2 separate regions of the Mus musculus genome follow, and region 2 is linked to region 1. The links are chromatin contacts, called in public HiChIP or PLAC-seq maps. All regions are on one chromosome and are shown on one strand. Each heading gives the region's core, a stretch centred on a gene start, on an enhancer-like site or on the middle of the called end of the contact. The rest is flanking DNA. Distances are from core to core; before and after follow the strand shown.

What was found. HiChIP or PLAC-seq counts read pairs in DNA pulled down with a chosen protein or histone mark.
Region 2: an H3K4me3 HiChIP or PLAC-seq map of embryonic stem cells shows a contact between it and region 1, with 12 read pairs. The contact joins the enhancer-like site here to the promoter of Lamc3 in region 1. A contact is called at or near these places in 2 of 39 promoter capture datasets (hippocampal neurons and stem cell-derived epiblast-like cells), 3 of 484 Hi-C or Micro-C datasets (the AML12 cell line and embryonic stem cells) and 5 of 115 datasets of contacts at active chromatin or transcription factors (Th17 cells, embryonic stem cells, fetal liver and 1 more).

The regions. Positions count from the first base shown.
Region 1 is chr2:31,885,878-31,888,624 of GRCm38.p6, forward strand. It overlaps Lamc3 (laminin gamma 3), which reads left to right and starts at 1,404. Exons shown (of 28, transcript NM_011836.4): 1 at 1,404-1,866. The coding sequence starts at 1,467.
Region 2 is chr2:32,136,621-32,139,664 of GRCm38.p6, forward strand. No RefSeq gene overlaps it. Among named protein-coding and RNA genes, the nearest start is that of Prrc2b, 13 kb to the right of the region's middle. Within about 2 kb of position 1,376, at least 336 of the 459 cell types and tissues checked have an H3K27ac peak or open chromatin away from gene starts, as enhancers often do. A contact at or near this core is called in the AML12 cell line, Th17 cells, embryonic stem cells and 2 more, where this site is marked.

The sequences.
Region 1 (2,747 bases), core at 154-2,653:
AAGGTTGGAGGGACCTCAGAGGCTGCCACACAGAACACTGTTCCCAGGGAAGCCACTGTCACTACAGTACAGCTGGTGCTGACTGCAGCAGAGGTGTGTGTGTGTGTGTGTGTGTGTGCTCGTGTGCACATGCGTGCACCATTAGGGCTATGGTTAGCACACAGGGATCTCAACACAGGCTATAGAAGTGAAATATGTAGAGAAACCTTCTTTCTCTGGGACCTCATGTATACCAGAATATTCGTCCAGAAGGACAGAAGCTAGCTCCAGGGACCCTGGCTGCAAAGGCAGATAGAAGGAGAAGATTCGGGGGCAGTCTTAGTGAGACAAGGTGTGGGCTCTGCCACAGCCCCATGGGTGATACAGAAGGGGCCCAGATATCATGTGACTAATGGCTTCTGTGTTGTGCAGTGTGGGTCTCTCGCCTACTCAGTCTCTCAAGGAAATCAATAGAAGCCTTGTAGGTTGAATTGAGACAGTATCTAAGGACCTCACCCAAGCTGAGCCCTTGATTAAGAGATATTAGGGGTGCAGGAGTCTGCTCTGCAGACAGAGGCAAAGAACATGGGCCTCCTTGGTGGTCCGCGTCCACAGCAACAGGAGTCCATTTTCATCCCAAACTTGCCTTTGTCCTCCTCTCAAGGTGTCCTTGTGATCCTGTATCTAGCTAGCAGTGTAAGGAAGGAGGCCCCAGAGGGGGCTAGCACAAGGCTCCCTACCACAATTTGCCCTGTACCCCTGACTACCCATGCCAGACCCCAAGAGAACCACTTCCTTAACCCTGATCATAACTTTCATGCAGGGTTGGAGTCTTACTGGATCTATCCAACCGTGGCTGTGGGAATCTGACGGTGTCCCGCTCCCATGGGATCATTTTGTTTTACTGTCTACAAGGGCCAGAAGGTGCCTTGGGAAGGACATTAGTTTGGTGGAGAGAAGGGGAGGCCTCTGTTGATAAGAGGAAGCCTTTTGATAAATCCCAGGTGACAATATCTGCTTTGGGAGGAGACGCCAGGAGCGCAACACTTTTGACAGAGAACACTGGACAGGTACGGAGGAAAACTGCCAAAGGTCATTCTGTCAGGTGAAGACCTGCGCTTGTCTTGCCTTTCAGCTCAGGAAGGTACACAAGTGCAGAGCTTCCATAGAAGAGCCGCATTAGCAGAATAACTTGGTGTCTCTACCGAGACCATTTTGCAGGGAGGACTGTGGAGCCAGGTTCACAGTTCCCGAGTCCACGACCCAGCCAGAACAAGCAGGCACTCCCAGGCACGTCCAGCAGGTGGGGGTGAGCACGAAGGGACGGAGCTCGGATGGTGGGGTGTCGCCTGCATGGGTCCCGCCCTCAGATGCCGTCGGGTTCCGCCTGCAGGGGAGGACTCCAGGGGCCAGTGGAGCGCAGAGGGGCTAAGCGCAGACCGCAGCGTAGAGTGGATCCCGGAGCAGTGCAGAGCGGGGCGAGGACCATGGCTGTATCCAGGGTCCTGTCCCTCCTGGCAACGGTGGCATCGATGGCGCTGGTGATTCAGGAGACACACTTCGCGGCAGGCGCGGACATGGGCTCTTGCTACGACGGTGTGGGACGCGCACAGCGCTGTCTGCCTGAGTTCGAGAACGCGGCGTTCGGCCGACGCGCCGAGGCCTCCCACACGTGCGGACGGCCCCCGGAGGACTTCTGTCCACACGTGGGGGCACCAGGGGCTGGGCTACAGTGCCAGCGCTGCGACGATGCTGACCCCGGACGACGCCACGACGCCTCCTACCTCACAGACTTCCACAGCCCCGATGACAGCACCTGGTGGCAGAGCCCATCCATGGCCTTCGGGGTGCAGTACCCCACCTCTGTTAACCTGACCTTGAGCTTAGGTAAGCATGCACCCTGTCACCTTATATCCAAACCATGGAGGCCCAGGCAGAGGGCTGTGCACGCTGGGGCAGACTGCAGCACCCCACGGGTAAGGAGTCAGAACCTGCAAGCCCTGGGTAGCAAGAGGTCAGCCCAGGGGGCTCCCCTAAGGGCTTGGGGGAGCAGAAGGCTCCCCTCAGCTGTGGAACTGGGTACAGCAACAATTCCCTGGAAGAACTGTTAAGGAAGGTGGGGGTCATACTTCCATGATGATCTATCTGATCCATCCTCTAAGACCCGAACTTGTAATCCGGTCAGCTTCGATGCCCTGTGGACGGACCTCTGACGCTGTGAGCAGTTTGGGAATGGGCGTTAGGGCAGTTGCCACCAAATGTGAATGCTGTAGTACCCTGGGCAGGACAGCCAGTTTCTTCCTGCCACTGGATAGCCAGCCTGGGCGTTTCGAGTGGCCCCTCCGCATTGTTCTTGATTGCTCCACCCAGACTGAGGCAAGATGAGGGAGCACAAGGCCCTTGAGGCTGGGAACCCAGGGGTCCACTTCTACCTTGAAACTGGACTATTCTCTACCCACTCCAAGTTCAGATGAGCCCAGCGATCTCCTCAGGTTCCTTGCTATGTCCTGAATACTGTGTAAATCTTCCAAAGGTTTGATAACTTGGATTTGGTATTTTCATAACTCATTTTGACACTAAACGTGACCTGAGGCGATTTCTAACCTTGGTGTATCCTAGTAAGGGCCAATATTCATACATTTTGTTACTGGATCTCATTTGAGAGCAGCTTACAGCCGCAGAATGAAGCCTGTGAGCTAAGCACTCTTCCCCTGAGCTACATACATCCTCAGCACGCCTCTGAAAGTCCAAGGTACATCAGGAGCAGA
Region 2 (3,044 bases), core at 126-2,625, 250 kb after region 1:
TACAGGTGGTTGTGAGCCACCATGTGGTTGCTGGGATTTGAACTCAGGACCTTTGCAAGAGCAGTCAGTGCTCTTACCCGTTGAGCCATCTTCCAGCCTTCAGTCTGCTTCTTAAGAGATCCAAATGCTGTCGAGTTTATCGTTAGTCCCTTAGCTCATGGTCCCTTCCTCATGTCCCAAGAGCACAACCATCAATCACCTCTGCAACTGTTGTCAGCCCCAAGGATTCCACTGTATTTGCTGGGATCCTTAGTCACACCCGCCCATTCCCCACGCAGGTCCAGTAACAACACACATGAGCTGGGGACTAATGAGGGTGGGTACATCTTTCTGGTCACAGCTGTTATAAACTTTTGTGTACAAGTATTCTCATTTCTCTGAGGACAGTTGGTCCACTTTGACAAATTTATAACTTTTTGTTTGTTTGTTTGTTTGGTTTTTGAGACAGGGTTTCTCTGTATCCCTGGCTGTCCTGGAACTCATTTTGTTGACCAGGCTGGCCTCGAACTCAGAAATCCTCCCTCTGCCTCCCAAATGCTGGGATTAAAGGCGTGTGCCACCACCGCCCAGCTAATTTATAACATTTCTGCATGAACTCCTGGAGGCCACAGGCGACCTTACATGCCTTCCTAATAGCTCTCCACTTTTATTATTATTTTGTGGTTTTGTTAGATATGTATTTGATGTGCATGAGTATTTTGTCTGCACGTATACATGTGCCTCATGTTCATACCTGGTGTTTTTTTTAAGTCAGAACCAGGACAAACAAGACTATAGAGAGGATTTTGCCTTGGAAAAACAAAAAACCAAACAAGATCAATAACAAAATGTGGTTGGGTACGATTCGCTTTCTACAGGCCTCAGAACTTCAGACCAACTTTGCAAAGCCTTTGGCTGGTTACACTTCCCCTGAAGTTCCTCTCCTGCCACCAGAGACCGGTTAATAAGGCCGCCCAGCAACTGGCCTTTGACTAGTGGTGGCTAAGGAAAGAGTTCGGTGGGAAAACGGCTAGCCATGAAGGCAGGAGGACGTGATTTCAATCTCCAGCACCATGCGTGGTGGAAAACCGCAGAGCTGGAAAGGCGGAGACAGGAGGATGACTTCAGCAGCTCGCTGCCCAGACAGAGCGTGACTTGAGTGAGAAACCCCGTCTCTGAAACACAAGACAGACAGCCCGGTGTTCTGTATCTGCAGGGGACTGACTGCTCCTAGCTGCTTACTAAGTTACCAAGCCTGGGTTCCAAACTCGAGGAAACCCGCTGCGGCCGGATCCCGGGCGACCCGGACCGCACAGCAGCCAATAACAACCGGGCGCTGCCAGCCCCACAATCTGCCGGACGTCGCAGTACGGATGACCTCACAGCGCGTCGCGGAATCTCAGCCAATCGGAGCAAATTTCTGGGAGAGAGGCAGAAACTTCACCCAATCGCTTACCCCCGACCATAGCTCGTCCAATCACAATGCGAGACAGTAAACCCCTGCCCCTCCCCCCCAAAAAAAAACAAGAGGGGGAAAGGAAAGGGATGCGGCTATAAGGCCCCACCCTCTACCCCGCGATAACACGGATCTGCGCATGCGCGGGAACGCTGAGGCGTTGCAGGCTGTGCTATTCCTGGGTTTGATGACCCGTCTGTAGTACACTGCATGAAATATATATATATATATATATATATATATATATATATATATATATATTTTTTTTTTTTTTTGTTTTGTTTTGTTTTCTGAGACAGAGTCTAGTAAAGCCTAGGCTGGCTTTGAACTCCTTGTGTGTACGAGGATCTTGAACTGATCTTTTTGCCTCCTCCCCTTGAGTTCTGAGATTACAAGCGAGCATCACCACACCCTCTAGAATGTGATTCTTTGAAAATTCATCCACTCTATGAGCGTTAGTTTAAATAGGACAAAAACGCTTAGGGCATTAATCCACTTAGCGAGCACTGCAACAGATGCCCGCTTGGTTCTTTGAGGAAGTCAGAACAATATGAAATTGTACTAATATGGATTTACATGGATTGACCCTCAGCTGAGATAAGGGTCCCTGGTCAGTCTGTATGCTGCATATTACTGAAGTGGTTTTTTTGGTTTTGTTTTTTTTAGATCAGATAATCAGAAATAAAAAGATCATGTTTCCCTCTTTTACCCCAGAGGGTCCTTTTGTACCCTCCCCCGGGGTAGCAGCACTTCACTCTGCAGACTTTCCTTTTATTGTCTGTAGAGAGGCAGGCGCCTGGCAAATGTGTGTGTAAGCCCTGGAGACAGATTGCCTGGGTTGAGGCCAGGCCCTGAACATACATTCTTAGCTATTTCAAGCAAGGCATGTAACCCTTTCATACAATATCTTCTTTAGAATGAAGGTATAAACAGAAGCTGTCTCTAGATTCTTGTGAAGATCAAGTGAGTTTGTATCAACATGTTCAGAATGATGCCTAACCCATAATAAGCAATGAACATGGACATCACAACACTATCTCCTCCTCCCCCAGTGCACACCACCAGACTGCTATCTCCAGTCTCCTAAGCAGTTAAGTGAGGACCAAGGGAGGGAAATCAGAAAATCTGACAGTGGTAATTTGGAGATAGGTACCCATGGGGAACACCAGCAAGCTGAGTCCGGAGGGGTGGGTAGGACACACCCATGCGAAGGGAGTTAACAGGAAATGGGAAGGATTCACACCATCAGAGGTCCAGAGGTGAGGAAAAGCCTTGTGGGTAAAAAGGAAACAGGGAAGAAATGAGGCTAAAGAAGTCAATAAGGGCCAGAAACATTGCAGCCGCCTGGCCCGAGACTTAGCCAAACTGTCTGGTATTTCATTAGTTAATTCTCCTTTGAAAATACTAGAACCTGTAACCTCTCCTGAGAGTTGAGGCTAGGGCCGAGCATCTGGGAAAAGCCATTGCTCACAGCTCTGCATGGAACTCCACGGGCCCCTGACCTATGGGGACCTGGCTCAGAGAACCCTACTCTCTCATTATTCTTGATGCACACCTGGGCCCCCCTGGTTTGTCATTCCCCCTGTGGCGATTGTCTGAGCTTGGTGTC